Regions from separate parts of the Callithrix jacchus genome. Here region 2 is linked to region 1. A link is a contact called in public Hi-C data. All regions are on one chromosome and are shown on one strand. The core of a region is the stretch at or near the end of the contact, and the rest is flanking DNA. Distances in the headings are between cores, read along the strand shown.

What was found. A called contact is a pair of places that touch in the nucleus more often than the background predicts.
Region 2: a contact with region 1 is called in a Hi-C map of skeletal muscle, with 5 times the contacts expected there. The contact joins the promoter of KRI1 here to the promoter of CDC37 in region 1. A contact is called at or near these places in 2 of 3 Hi-C or Micro-C datasets (both in skeletal muscle).

What each region holds. Positions count from the first base shown.
Region 1 is chr22:9,591,643-9,599,368 of calJac240_pri, forward strand. It overlaps CDC37 (cell division cycle 37, HSP90 cochaperone), which reads right to left and starts at 3,713. Exons shown (of 8, transcript XM_002761731.7): 1 at 3,547-3,713. The coding sequence starts at 3,648. The region is part of intron 1 of PDE4A (phosphodiesterase 4A); the gene reads left to right.
Region 2 is chr22:9,740,129-9,747,854 of calJac240_pri, forward strand. It overlaps KRI1 (KRI1 homolog), which reads right to left and starts at 3,672. Exons shown (of 20, transcript XR_013531050.1): 1 at 3,558-3,672; 2 at 3,372-3,445; 3 at 2,598-2,703; 4 at 1,042-1,150; 5 at 368-422; 6 at 240-289. CDKN2D (cyclin dependent kinase inhibitor 2D) reads right to left here and starts at 7,012. Exons shown (of 3, transcript XM_002761733.6): 1 at 6,980-7,012; 2 at 6,546-6,701; 3 at 4,112-5,046. The coding sequence starts at 6,686. The coding sequence ends at 4,687.

The DNA of each region.
Region 1 (7,726 bases), core at 2,463-4,962:
GTGTGCACCTGTAATCCCAGCTACTTGGTAGGCTGAGGCAGGAGAATTGCTTGAACCCGGGAGGCGGAGGTTGCGGTCAGCCGAGATGGCACCACTGTACGTCAGCCTAGGCAATAGAGCAAGACTCCATCTTAAAAAAAAAAGCAGCTTGTGGCCTCTGCACTTCCCTTTCTCCACGATGGGCCTATGTCACCCTGGAGCCTGACCGCCACCCTGCAAGCCACTGCTGGGCAGCTACCACTCTCCCCAGTGTCCTCTGAGCAGCCGCCAGGGAGGCCGCAGCTAAAAAAGGCCTCTTGGAGTTGGTGAGGGCGGCAGCCTGCCCAGCCTGGCTTTACACCTCCTATCCAGGAGAGGCTGTAGCAGGCTGGGCAGGGGAGAAGCCACCTCAGTAAGCAGGGCCCACAGGTGTCACTACCCTCCTACGTTACAGTTAGAGAAACTGAAGCTCACAGAATCTCAATGTCATACAACTCATTAGAAGAAAACACTAATAGCAGCTGTCCATGGGTAGGAGAGGTGGCTAGCTGGGGCTGGGAAAAAGGACTCATTTGTCCCCTTCTGGAACCTTTGGAATTTTTTTTTTTAAGAGACAAGGTCTTAGGCTGGGTGCGGTGGCTCACACCTATATTCCCAGCACTTTGTGAGGCTGAGGTGGGTGGGCTGCCTGAGCCCAGGAATTTGAAACCAGCCTAGGCAACATGATGAAACCCTGTCTCTACCAAAACATACAAAAATTGGCCAGGCATGGTGGTGTGCATCTGTGGTCCCAGCTACTCAGGAGGCAGAGGTAGGAGGATCATTTGAGCCTGGGAGGTGGAAGTTGCAGTGAGCCAAGATGGCACCACTCCACTCCAGCCTGGGTGACACAGCAAGACCCTGTCTCGGGGAAAAAAATTTTTTTTTGAAAAGAAAAGACAAGGCCTTGCTGTGTTGCTCAGGATGATCTTGAACTTCTGGGTTCCAGTGATCCTTCTGCCTCAGCGTCCTGAGTAGCTGGGACTATAGGCATGCAACACCACATTGGACTACAGAATTTTTTTTTAATGATAAGCAATAATTATTGAAACTACTGCTGCAAAAGTATTACAGATATTAAATGAATAAGGGAACCCTTACAACAACCCTGTGAGGAGGTGGACATCATTCAGATTCTCAGGTGGGGAAACTGAGGCACAGTGATCAAACAATTCCCTGGCAGTCATCAGCACGTGAGTGATACAGACAGAGCCAAAATTTGAACCTAGTCAGGCCTGTGCTCAGAACCACAACAATCTCTCCTTCCCCTCCACAATGCTTCCTTCCAGACTTGCCCCAGGTTTTCCTGACCCAGTCTTAATTCATTCTTAAGAAAGATCTCACAAGAGGTGGGGCCATATTATCCCAGGTTTCACACGGCCTCAAAGGGGTTTCTTTTGAGTCTTGCCGCATCAAAGAAATAAGCAGCAAGGGGCAGGGCTGGGATTGGAACCCAAGCTTGCCTGCCCTTGAACCTATGCTGGAGACACTGAAGCCCCCTGCCTCCCTTAAGCACCACTACGGCCACTGGGTTCTCAGTGGCAGGACAGGGAAAGCTCCGTGCCAGACGGAGGAGGGTGTGGCAGGTATACTACGCTGCAGGAGGGGGCCCTCCCACCCGGCAGGACCAAACCATTCTCCACAGTAGTAAAGATTAACCTCTTTATGTGACAGAAATAGGTCTTCCCAAGAATAGTCTTTGGAGCTTTGCAGAAGTTTTAAATATTTCATAATAAAATGTTACACACAGCAAGAAATAGAAGCGCTAGAACTTTCTTCCCACACTCCAGTGGCTTGCTTGGCAGGTACACTACCCAGGAGACTCAGGATTTAAGGAATAGGTCTGGAGGTGGGACTGGGAGCCAGATGAAGAAACTAATGTCATATTCTGGTGTATTCTGGAAGGATGGAGAAGGGACCTTCTGGTTGTTTCTGGATAAATGATGGGGAGTTGGCCTATGGGAGGACGGGGTAAGAGAGCCTCACTAGAAGGTTCTGAGAGGTATATGCCTCTAGTTTAAGAGTACAACATGGCTGGGCACAGTGGCTTATGCCTGTAATCCCAGTACTTTGGGAGGGTGGATCACCTAAGGTAGGGAGTTCAAGATCCGCCTGATCAACATAGAGAAACCCCGTCTCTACTAAAAATACAAAATAAGCCTCTCATGGTGGCGCGTGCCTGTAATCCCAGCTACTCAAGAGACTCGAGGCAGGAGAATCACTTGAACCTGGGAGGCAGAGGATGCAGTGAGCCAAGACAGCGCCATTGCACTCCGGCCTGGGTGACAAGAAACACCATCTCAAAAAAAAAAAAAAAAGAGTACAACAGACACTGGTAAGTGGATGCAGGCGCTCTGATTTGGAGGAGCAAGAGGTTAAACCTTTAAGTCTTAGTCACCTCATTGGCTTGTGAGCACTGAGGGGGTGGTAGAATATGGATCACCCAGGTATTCTGGAGTCTGGATTTGGGGGTTCTGTTGTGGGCAGACAGACAGAAGAAGGGTTAGTGAATTTAGAATCAGACCAGGAGACTCCCTGGATAAGAGCAGGGACAATTTAGATATCAGAGAGTAGCTCATCAGGCTGGGGACATAAGGTGGGGTGGGTTTGGGATCCTGGGCTTGAGTTAGGGGAAAGTTTCCAATACTGGCTGAAGCTCATGCAGGAAGCCAGTCTGGGAGGTGGGTGGTGACAGAGTCGGCAATACCAAGTAGGGGCAGGGGCTCTGGCTGGACCGGAAGCCACGAGGGCAGGATTTCCTGGTATAATGGGAAATGCCTCTACCAGAGGCCAAAGGAGAGGCTGGAATGTGAGGCTCCATCGGGGTGGAGCTGGTAGTTAGATCCAGACGGGAACCAGGTTCCAAAACCCAAGTCCTTGGTGAGACTAAAGACCCTAAGGGGGCAAGGGTCTACACTCTAGGAAGGGGGTTCTGAGTGTGGGCAGGAGTCCCAGGCCAGAAACAAGAATATCAGGGTAGCACAGAGTTCCTTGTTCTGTTTAGAAAAGGAGCGATGACTCCGGATCTGAATGGGAACCTGGGATCAAGATCCCAGAAAGTAGATTCCAGGACAGACCAAAGTACTGGGGTTCCAAACTATAGAGGTGGGGGAGGGGGCGATCGGAGATTCCAGATAGTAAGTGGATACCCGAATAGGATCAGGATCATCCAGAAGAATTTGGGGTCCAAACCTCGAGGCAGAGTTCTCGGTGTAAACGTTAGGTCCCAGACAGAATTAGGGAGATTCCCCCCAAGACTGCTCTAGGGGAGTCTAAACTATGAAGAACTTCTACGGGGTGAATAGGGAATCCCACGAAAAAATTGGAGCGTGGGGGTGAGGGGTGGTGGAGATCCCGGGCAGGGACTCAGAGTCCCCGCGGTACTGGGGTCCCGGAGTTTAATCGTGGCTTCTGAAAGTCCAGACTATGGGAGTGAGAATCCTAGGTGTGAACAGCGGGGTCCCTGGGCAGTATCGGGGATCACAACTTCCCCCGGAGTGGGGAAAAGGATGGGCGAGCGCGCCTTACCTGGTGCCGCCAACGGAAGAGGCTGGCCGTGTCGATGTTGGGGTGCGTCTCGTCTTCATCATCAGACACCTCAATGTGGTCCCACACGCTGTAGTCCACCATCTTGCCTCGGCAGCCCAGCCCCGCTCCGGCTCGGGTGGTGGCGGTGGCGGCAGAGCTGGAGACTCGGCGAGCGAGCCCCGCCCCTTCCGCTTCCGCCCGACTGCGGGCAACCCCGCCCTCCCGTGACGTCACATCCTTAGTAACCGCGGCAGCGGCACTGGCTACCGAGCCTGCCTTAAAGGGCCCTGCGCAAGTGTTCCGGACCCCAGGAGTTCTCGCAGAGACTACCTCTTTGGGCGCTGGGTCTCAGCTAGGCCTCCTCGGGGCGGGGGCATACGTGTGGGCGCTACAACTCCAAGCCCTCCTCATCTCCCAACGCCCCGCGGTGGGCGTTTGGGGCGGCAGCGAGAGGACGGTTGATGAGGCAGAGAGGACTGTCCCCTCAGCCACGCCGCAGTGACGTCTGCAAGGGGTAGGGACAAGGGGGAAGGCTCTCCCCCGCCCCTCGTAAACGGGGACCTAAGCCTGCGCTTGAGAGGGGCGCTTGATGACTCTGACTGTCTCAGTTCGAGGAGGACTGACCTGCCCTGGGGGTGTCTAAATCGAGGGCAGTATGGCCCTCCCCTTGCGGGGTTAAACCTGGAGTGGAGATTGTGGCCCCGCCTGGGAAGCTGGGGTTTCCCCCCCTCGGACAACAGCCTTCTCCTCGTCCTCCAGCTCCTGCCATTCGCAGCGAGGACTCGCGCGCGCGCGCGCGCGCACGCACACACACACACACACACACACAAAATCTCCGGGAGACCCCCCCCAGCGGATCTCGGCGCCCCTCCCCTCGTGGCCGCTGGGTGTCGCTAGAGTCTAGGCCGCAGCGCGTACTCCTGGCCCCGCGCTCGGTGGTGGGGGATCGTGGAGGGGTGGAAGGGGGCTTTCCTTGTCGTCACAGTCTAGGGCCACGCGTAGCCCCTCCCCGTTCGTCTGGGGGTCCCCTTCCTCCGCCAGAGCTCTAAGGACTCCATTACTTTAAGCATGCCGGGCCCCAGCCTCACACTTTCATGCAACCCAATCCACGCTTTGATACCGGGATAACAGGCCGTGTTGCAGCCTCGGGCTAGGATTATCTCAGATTAACGGGTGCTCCGTCGTGGGGCAGGCTGGATAGGAGGAGCTCCAGCCACCCGGGTGAGGGGCGCCTCTTCCTAGTCTCCCCTGGAGCAGACGTTGGAGGCGCGGCCTGGAGAGAGCGAGCGAAGGTCTCCAGTTGTGGGGGGATTTCCCGGTGCATTGAGTGGGAGGGGCCATCGGACAAAAACGCCCTCCCGCCGCAGCCCCTCCTCCTCGCGCTTCATTCAAACCCGCGAGTGGGCGGGCAGCGGCGGGGGAGTCCCCCCTCCTCCCCCTCCCTCTTACTCTCCACCCTGGCAGTCCAGCACATCAGAGGCCGTCACAGCCCGAGCACGCGCGCGCACGGACCCACACCCCGGCGGCTCTCACAATCGCACACACACATACACACTCACACCAGCAAACAAAGGGTCTGGACACCCCCGTCCCCTCCCGCCCCCCAGGCCGGAGAGGGCAGGGCATCCCCTCCCCAGCCCCCCCCCGCAAGGTAAGCTTGGGGCTGCGAGCTGCGGTGGGGAGGGGGACCCAGTGCCGTGGAGGGAGGGGGCCAGGACGGTACGGGGTTCCCTGGCTCCCCAGGAAAGCCGTACCCCCACCCCCACCGTACGCCCTGTAGGGCTTCGGCCCGGTCATCAGGCTGTGGGTGTTTGGAGAGAATCCCAGATGTCGGGGATTCCCGGTTATGCGTGGGGTCTCTCTTCCCGGCTTTGGAGCCTGGAGCTGCCCAGCTTCAGCAAAACAGGGTCCCCGGAGCCTCAGCTTCCAGAACTGGGGACAGGGCGCCGGAAGCGTCCCCATCAACGCCAAGCATTTCCTAATTCACCAGCACAGCACTTCCAGCCCTGGGGACTGAGAAGGAGACACCCCTAAGTCGCTTTGCACTGTCCCTCTGTCCCCGGTGCCCACCCACCCCCATCTGTGCAAACGCTGCTGTGTCTCTCCTGCCTGTGGGGTGGGGGTAGGGGGAATTGGGAACGCTTTTGGGGTCCACCCTTGCTGCTTCTGCTACATCCCATAGCCACCTATCACTGAGCTGCGGGGCCGGCAGGCAGCTTTGCCTTCCTGAGTCAATGTCCTCATCTGCAAAATGGGTAATGACACACACCCAGGATTCCGAGATCTCGTTCGCGAAGAGCCTGCTTTTGCGCCATCATTGTATTTATTAGCTCATTTTACATATGCTTCCCAAGTGCCTACTATGTGCTGGGCACTGTGGCCAGGCTTTGGGGCAGCAGCAACCTACAAACCCAGCGGGGGCTGGTGAGGGAGCAGGATCCCCGTATAAACAGACAGATCCCCGAGGGTGATTTCAGACTGTGAAGACTAAAATTCTATCCTCGGACTCAGAGAGACTAGGGAGAAAGGCAGTCAAGATTAAAGGAGGGCAGGCCATGGTGGCTCACACCTATTATCCCAGCACTTTGGGAGGCTGAGGTGGGCGGATCACTTTGAGGTCAGGAGTTGGAGACCAGCCAGGCCAACATGGTGAAATCCCATTTCTACCAAAAATACAAAAATTAGGTGGGCGTGGTCGTGCGCCCCTGTAATCCCAGGAGGAGGTTGCAGTGAGCCAAAATCATGCCACTGCACTCCAGCTTGGGCAACAGAGCAAGACTCTGTCTCAAAAAGAAAGAAAGAGAGAGAGAGAGAAGGAAAGAAAGAAAGCATTAAATGAGCTTTCTGGATTCTGCCTGCCTTCCTTCTTGGGTCTGAGCTCCATGAGGGCAGGGTCAGGTCTAGAATAGTGGCTGGCACACAGTAGGTGCTCAGTAAAAGTTGAATGAGCCTAGCACTGTAGTGTGAGCCTGTAGTCCCAGCTACTTAGGAGACTGGCTGGAGGATCCCAGCAACACCCGTCTCTAAAAAAAGAAATAAAAACAAAAATAAATCCTTAGCTGGGCATGGTGGCACACACCTGTAGTCCCAGCTCCTCAGAATTGCTTGAACCTGGGAGTCAGAGGTTGCAGTGAGCCGAGATAGTGCCAATTGCACTCCAGTCTGGATGACAAGAGCGAAACTCCATCTCAAAAAAAAAAAAAAAAATCTTAAATGTATTAAAGAGGGGATTAGATGTAAGACTAGATTCTAGAACTGTAGATTAGGAAGAAGGCTTAGTATAAACCAGTCCACCTCCCCCTTGAATTTGATACAAGAGACAGTGAGTCTCAGAATGTCAACATTTCTACAAAATCAAGGCCCTGCACAGTGGCTCACATCTGTAATCCCAGATGTTTGGGAGGCTGAGGTGGGAGCATCGCTTGAGCCCAGGAAATCGGGGCTGCAGGGACCCATGATCACGTCACTGCACTTCAGCCTGGGAGACAGAGTGAGACTCTCACCAAAAAAAAAAAAAGAAGAAGATGGTGAAAGCAAGCGTTGTGTACAGCTGGGGACAGAGACCAGAACTGAGAGCTCAGCCCTCTAGGAACTCCTGGTGTTCTGCCAGTGCCCACCTTTCCCCACATAGCATATAGACACAGCACTGCATTCATCTATTCAATATTTATTCACCACCTACTATGTACCAGGTGCCAGGGACACAGCAACAAACAGAACAAAACCCCTTGCCCCAGTGGAGCTGACCTTTAGTGGAGGAAACTGAAACGAAATACCATGATCAAAAAGATAGAGGGACACACTGTGACTAGGATACTGATGGAAATAGAGGACGTGGCTGGTATTTAGAAAGACGGCCTGGAGGAGCTGAATTCAGCGCACACACACTCAAACCCAAACGTAATCCCACTAACACTCATCACGGCAGAGCAGCCGTCCGAGAGTCTGAACAATGCCCCGAGGCTCCATGGGTACTGAGTGACTGAGCAGAGATTTAAACTTGGAACCTGCATTTTTCTTTTTTGTTTTTTTTTTTTTTTTTGAGACAGAGCCTCACTCTGTCATGCTCTCGCTGGAGTAGGGTGGCTCTATCTCGACTCACTGCAACCTCCGCCTCCTGGGTTCAAGTGATTCTCCGGACTCAGTCTCCTGAATAGCTGGGATTACAGGCATGCAATAC
Region 2 (7,726 bases), core at 2,422-4,921, 150 kb after region 1:
ATTACAGGCATGAGCCACGTCACCCGACTGGCCGCCCCAAGATGAACCCCATTTACTAAGCCCTGACCTCTCCTCTCAACAAGCTCAGAGTCGTGCTGTGATGTCATTAACCTCATTTAACTGGTGAGAAAACAGAAGTAGGTAGACAGAAAGTGACAGAGCTCAATTTGAACACCTGCCTGTCTAATCCCTGAGCCTCAACTTTCCTCCACTGGCCACTCCGGACGGCCCAGCCTCACCTTTCCTTGAGCTGTTTCTGTTCCTCCACATAACTTTGTGACAAGGTCCGCTGTGGAGGAGAGAGGGCTGTGGGTCTCAGGCCAGCCCCAGGCCCGGCACCCCCAGACCCAGTCTCCATCCCACACACCTGGAGTCTGTGATTGGAAGTCTCCCCATCTGAGTTCTCCTCGTCAACATATTTGCTGTACAGGAAAAGTGAGGTCTTCAGAAAGTATCTTCCAGGGCCCGCCTGTCCCCATGCCCCATGCAAGGCAGCTGTTCCAAGCAACAGCTGGTGGGGGTCCTGGAAGGCTTATGGAGTCACTGAGGCTCCTGTGCTCAGGGGTATCTGCAATTCTGCTGAGTTTCCACCTTTTTGTATTTTTAGTAGAGATGGGGTTTTGCCATGTTGGCCAGGCTGGTCTCCTGACCTCAGGTGATCCACCCGTCTCGGCCTCCCAAAGTGCTGCCTTTTTTTTTTGGAAACAAGGTCTTGCTTTGTTGCTTAGGCTGGAGTGCAGCAGCCTCCATCTCCTGGGCTCAAGCCATCCTCCCGCCTCAGCCTCCTGAGGAGCTGGGCCTGTACAGAGACCCATCATCATGCCCAGCTAATTTTTAATGTTGTAGAGACAAGTATGTTGCCCAAGCTAGTCCCGAACTCCTGTCCATCCTATCGTCTTGGCCTACCAAAGTGCTAGGATTACAGGCACGAGGCACCAAGCCTGGCCCAGGTTGCCAGCTTTTTTCCTCTCCTGCCCCAAGACCCCCATAAACCTGAGAGGGCTGGGGACAAGGGGGTGGAGATGTGGGCCTTCTCCATACCCTTCCTTTTCCAGGATGACCTTCCTCTCGTAGTCCTTCAGGTACATGGGCCGTACTTTTTTCTGCTTCTCCGAAGCTGCTGGCTCCTCCTCGCTGTCTGATGACGATGCTGTTAACCCACCAAGACACCTGCCATCACCCACAACCCCCTTCTTTCCTCTGGCAGCGAATCCCAAAAGGCAGGTCCAAGGTTAGACAGAAGATTCAAATCCCCAATCCACCAATTCCCAGCTGTCTAAGAGTACTGTGCTTGTCTGGTGGGGTTGGGGCCATTCTGTCAGCAATTCCTGCTTTGACTATTATTATTTTTCTGAGACAGTCTCACTATGTTGCCCGAGCTGGAGTGCATGGCGTAATCTCGGCTCACTGCATCCTCTGAATCCCAGGTTCAAGCAATTATCCTGCCTCAGCCTCCCGAGTAGCTGGGATTACAGGTGTGCAAAACCACACCCAGCTAATTTTTGTATTTTTAGTAGAGACAGGGTTTCACCATGTTGGCCAGGCTGATCTCCAACTCCTAACTTCAAGTGATCCTCCTACCTCAGCCTCCCAAAGTGCTAGGATTACAGGCATGAACAACCATGCTCAGCTTGATTAATTATTGTAATTAGTTTTTTGAGAGTTGGGGTCTCAGTCTGTTGCTCAGGCTGGAGTGCAGTGTCAAGATCCTAACTCACAGCTCACTGCAGCTCAAACTCATGGTCTCAAGCAATCCTCCCACCTCAGCCTCCCAAATACCTGGGACACTAGGCACATGCCAGCATGTCCAGCTAAGTTCTGTATCTTTTGTAAAAATGGGGTCTTGTAGCCAGATGCAGTGGCTCACGCCTGTAATCCCAGCACTTTGGGAGGCTGAGGTGGGCAGATCACAAGGTCAGGAGTTTGAGACCAGCCAGATCAAGACCAGCCTGGTCAACATTGTAAAACCCCATCTCTACTAAAAATTGAAAAATTGGCCAGGTTTGGTGGGGGCGCCTGTAATCCCAGCTACTCGGGAGGCTGAGGCAGGAGAATTGTGTGAACCTGGGAGGTGTACGCTGCAGTGAGCCGAGACTGCACCACTGCACTCCAGCCTGGGTGACAGAGCAAGACTCTGTCTCCAAGAGAAAAAAAATGGGGTCTTGCTATGTTGCCCACACTTGTCTCAAACTCCTGGCCTCAAGTGACCCTCCTACCTCAGCCTCCCAAAGTGCTGGGATCAGAGGTGTGAACAATCTGCCCAGCCTAGTGGAGTTGGAATCACTCAGTCAGCAACTCCCACCATGAACAGTGCCAAGCACACAGTCATTATCCCACCACCAGGTAATAACCTAGGCTCTTGCTAAGGACTTGTGAAGCAATTCATTCAATAATCACAACAGATGAATTGTGTAAACTGGGTAAATCCCAATCTATCCTTAAATCTACCCTCAGGGCTGTTGGTACAATTAGATATACTTTACAGACAGGAAAAGATGCTGAGAGAATTCAAGACACTTCTCTGAATCCACACAGGAAAGGACCCAGGATTCCATTCCCGCGAAATGAAGGAGAGGCTGACAGGCATGCCCCCAGACCTGTTCTCTGATAGAAGGTGGCATCTTTCTGATAAATGCGGGGGTCCTTCTTCTTCAACAAGGAGAGCGTTCTGTAAAAGTCCCGCTCCTGCTGGGGGTCAAATTCCTAGGGCAGGAAAAGGGTTGGGGACAGACTTTAGAAGGCAGTAGTAAGAGCTCTGGCACCAGCAGGTGAGCTCAGCGTAGGGATTAGGATGGAGGGAGGGAGGATCTGGCTGGGGAGAGAGGCAGGTGTCAAACAGCAGGAGGGAGGGGCCCTCTTGGGGTGGGCAAGGGCAGGCCACAGGTGTACAGGATATGGATAAAGGAAGGCGAGGGGCAAGAAGGTAATTCCTGGGGAAGACAAGGACTTGACAAGGAGCAGGTGGGCTGAGGGCGCAAGGGAGACAGCGGGCAGTGGCTGGGCCAGGCCGCACAGTGGGGCCAAAATCAGGGTTGATGTGGGCAGAAGTTGGGCGCCCCACGTGGCACAAGGCGTACACTGAAAAATGGCTAGACTCTTGAGGATGAAAGGGGAAGGGGGTTCTTGAGGGACCGAGGAGTCGCCCCAAAATCAAAGTCGGCAGGTGGATCGTGGCAGGGGAGGGAAAATAGGGGGGGATTTGGCTCCCATGGGCAGAGGAAGGGAGCTTTCCGTCCCTCATGGGATGGGGGGCCGCGGCTGGACGCTCCGGCAGAGCGCCCTGGGGTTGAGGGTTAACCCCCGCATCTACGTTGGGGTCGGTAGGTGGCTTGGACTCCTCTGCATGCCCAGGACGGGAAGGGGACACGCACCACGCGCTCGTCACTGGAGTCCGACTCGGAGCTAGAGTCGCCGCCGCTGTCCCGGTCCCCGTAGCGATCCTTCACTGCGGGGCACAAACGGAATGCCCCCCGGGTCAGCCGGCGGGCCAGATCGACTCCCCACTTCCCAACCGTCCAGCGCGCGTAGGTTCCCGCGCGCATGCGCTCCACACTCACGCCGCTGCAGTTCTTCGCGCTCCCGGTAGCGGTTGTACCGCGCGGCAAACGCCGCGTTCACCCGCAACTGCGACGATCCCCGCGGTTCCGGCATGGCGGCTCTGTGGCCCACTGCGCATGCGCATTGAGGAAGTCCATGAGGGCGGGAGCGAGGGCGGCCCCGCCCACATCCACCTTTAAAGAAGGCGGACCGCGCCTAACCCCGCCCCTGGCTTCTCTGGGACCTCTTTCGCCTCTGGACCGCAGTCACCACCCACGGCTACGCCCCTGAGGGAAAGGACCGCGGCCACCGCCCACCCGCCCCACCCCCGGAGCTCGGGGCACCCAGCTGACATCTGGGGGCCCTTTCTCCACTCGCGGTTTCCTGCTTCCCTTCCGTTCCGACAGAGAAAACCGCTGCCCCACCCAGCTCACTCACCCCAGGCGCCCTGGGAATTACTATTCTCTCCCCTCACCCACGGCATCCACGATCCTCGACCTCCGTCCTCATCCCCATCAACATCCAAGATGTGTGACCCCCCTTCCCAGACTCAAAAATCAGAAGCCACCCGCGCTGTGATCATGCACAAATCTTAATTTAATGGGTAAAAACATTAAATTATTACACACAACATTTTTTCCAATAAAGCATAATAAATAGAATCCATTTCTTTTAAAACGCTGTACAAGAGACTGGAAAACAAGCTTCCAACAGAATATAAACTCATGCTACCTTCTTATTGATTTAGGACGCTCTCCCACCCCCATGCCTGAAGCAACGTCACTTCAGGTCTCTGAGCACAGCTGGCCAAGGTCACCAGGTTCCAGGAGCTCTGGAAATGACGACCTCACTCTTAAATGCTCGGCCCTTGCCTTGTCTGAGGCACAGAAGAAACTGAACCGTTTAGGTGGCTGTGGACTGCGGAGCCCTTCTCTGTCCAACACACCAAAAGGGGTGAGAAAAACAAATGAGAAACGTCCCCCAAACACACACACACACACCCCCAAAACCAACACCTATAAGCCACAAACTGGTGCTCCTCCCCTGCTGCGGCAGTGGGCAGGAGAAACAAGAAGAGAAAGTGTTTCTTCCCCTCTCTCCTGATATATAACCCCATGGGGTCCTCTTGCTAGAGAGAGTGACCCCAGATCACAGCGGGGCCACCATGTGCCCCTGCAGGATGTCCACGAGGTCCTGAGCCCCTCTCTGCAGTGCCAGCTCCAGGGGTGTGAGCCCCCTGGCATCCCTGCGATGGAGATCAGATTCAGCCGCCAGAAAGTTGACTACAGCAGTGTGACCTTCTTGCACCGCCAGATGAATGGGAAGTGCCCCGGTGCCATCAGGCGCGTTGACATCAGCCCCATGCTCCACTAGGACCTTCAGGGTATCCAGGAATCCAGTGCGGGCTGCGTCATGGATTGGACTGGTACCAGAGGTGTCCTGGACATTGGGGCTGGCACCTTGCTTCAGCAGCTCCAGGGCGATGGTGGTGCTGCCAAACATCATGACCTGTGTGAGGGACAGAGGATCAGGAGGTCTTCGAGGGAAGGGGTTCCAAAAAAGGGGTCACTGGAGAGAGAAGGGTCATCCAGAAAGAGGCATCTCCTAGGAACAGGATATGCCAGAGGAGGGGTCCTCTAGTGAACGGGGAAGCTGCATAAGCCCCCTGGGAACTGTTTGAGAACGCAGAGAAAAAGTTCTCCTGGGAATAGAGAACCCTTTCCTCCCCGCCCCCCCACCCCCCCACCGCCTGTCCTCACCCCAACCCGCCAGAAGCTGGTCACTCCCTTAAGAATAATATCAGTCCCCCAACCCAGAGAACAGCCCCCATGGAAATTTTCAAGGAACCTGACTCTCCTCCAAGGGACCAAAGACACCCCAGATATGGGCAATCACCAGGAAATATAAAATCCCCTCCAGGAAATGGGCCCCAAGAGACTGAGAACTACCCCAAAGAACTTGACAGTCCTCAAAAGGAAAAAGAGATGCCAAAGAAAAGTGAACCCCACCGCCATTCTCCAGGAAATAGCCTCCTCCTATATAATGATGATGTCACTTCAGGGTACCTGAGAGCTCCTTTCAAAAAACAGGATTCTGACCAGTGCAGGGCTCACGCCTGTAATCTTAGCACTTTGGGAGGCTGAAGAGGGTGGATCAGCTGAGGTCAAGAGTTCAAGATCAGCCTGGCCAACTTGGCGAAACCCCGCCTCTACTAAAAATACAAAAATTAGCCAGGCGTGGTGGCAGGGGCCTGTAATCCCAGCTACTCGGGAGCCTGAGGGTGGAGAATCGCTTGAACCAGGGAGGTGGAGGTTGCAGGGAGCCAAGATCGTGCCACTGCACTCCAGCTTCCATAAAAAAAAAAATTAAAAAAAAAAAAAAAAAGAGAGAGAGAGAGAAAAGAAAGGAAAGGAGGATTCCAAAAGCAGTAAGAGAAAGGAGACTCCTCTGTAACACGTCTCCCAAGGGAATATAGGGACTCTTACAATCTGACACTGTTTCTCCTCCGGGGCCCCCACACTATACCAAAGATCCGCATAAACTTTGGGAATTAAGATCCCACCCCCAAGTAACCAAATATGTCTCAGAGAGCCCCCTACAAAATGAGGAACCCCTGGAGACCGGACCTCTCCTTCCAGAGATCGGATCTTCCCATAGAAGCCCCCAAAAATGTGAGCCGTCCCCAGGGAAAAGGCATCCAAAGAAGCTGAACCCACGGAATAGAAAACCTCCCCAGAGAAAAAGAATCCCCTGCACTCAGAGAACCAGGAATCCTCCCAGAGAAGAATCTGGAAAGCTATCCCCTCCCCCTCCAACCTAGCCTCACCCACCACCCACCTTCGAAAGGGGACCATGGGGGAACAATAAAAGCCTAGAGAAGAAGGACCGGTCCCCAGTAGGTTGCACCACCAGGGCCAAGAGACCAGAGGAGAGGGGCTCTGGGGTCTCAACACTCACCTCGCTGAGCCGCCCCGCCCCGCCCCTGACTTGAGCCAGCCCGGCCTCACCTGCAGCGCCGTCTTGCCAAAGCGGTTGAGGGCGTCGGGATGCACCAGCTCGCGATGCAGAAGGCGGCGCACCTCCTGCACGTCGCCCCGGGCCGCGGCCCCACTCAGCCGGTCGCCGGCGCAGACCTCCTCCAGCAGCATGTCGACAATGACGGCCTGCGAAGTCCCCCACCCCGCCCCAGCCAGGCGCCGTCAGCACCGAGGAGCCGGCGGGCGCTGGCCCGAACAGCCCTCCCGGGGCGCGGCCGCGGTGCGCCTCGCTGCGCTGCACTCCCGGCCCGGCTCCCCAGCCCGAGACCCCGGCCCTCCCAGCGGGCTCCTCCCCCTGTCAGCCGGCCCCCGGTGGGGGGCCGGGAGTCCGGCCCAACCCTCGGCCGCCCGCGGGGCCCTGCCCGGCGCCCGCCCCTTGGGGGCCGGGTCTCCCCCCAACTCACCCTCCCTCCTCCTAGCCGGGCGGGGTCTGCTCTGAGCCTGCGCCGCCGCAGCAGCCAGGGCAGCCGCCAGGGGGCGGAGCCAACGTGCTCCCGGCCCCGCCCCGAACTCCGGGGATTTGTTTTCTTACAAATTCGCTACTGTGTAACGATGCCGCTTTGCCTGTGGCGCAACCTTACGGTGCTCCGCCCACAGGACCTGCGTAACCAATGGATTGGCGTCGCCGGGGTAATTTCGGGCTCGGGGTGAAAGACGTCGCTCCTGTTTGGTCAGAGCGCGGCAACCGGTGGCCTGCCAGCAATGGCGGGGTTTTCGGTTTTCAAATGTACTCGGCGGGCGGGAAAGACGGTCGGTTTAACTGACCCAGGGGGAAAGGTCAAGGACAGGGTAGAGCGGGAAAGACGGTCGGTTTAACTGACCCAGGGAGAAAGGTCAAGGACAGGGTGGAGCGGGCTGCTCCGGGACCTCGGCGCCTCCTGGGGGAAGGGAGGCAGGGCTGGGGCCACCCAATCTGGGGTTCCACTACTAATAGACATTGATTGGCCCTTACTACACGCTGGGCGCTTTATTTCATTAACTCATCTTTTCCTGTGTGCAGGGAGCGTTCTGGGTGCTGCACGCGCACATTCAAGCAACTAAATAATATTAGCGTAAAGCACAGTGAAGAAAGGGAGATGGGGAGACGGGGTAGAAGAGGAAGGGATCACCCTGCCTGGCTCACACTGAGCCAGGAGGAAAGGAGCCTGCAG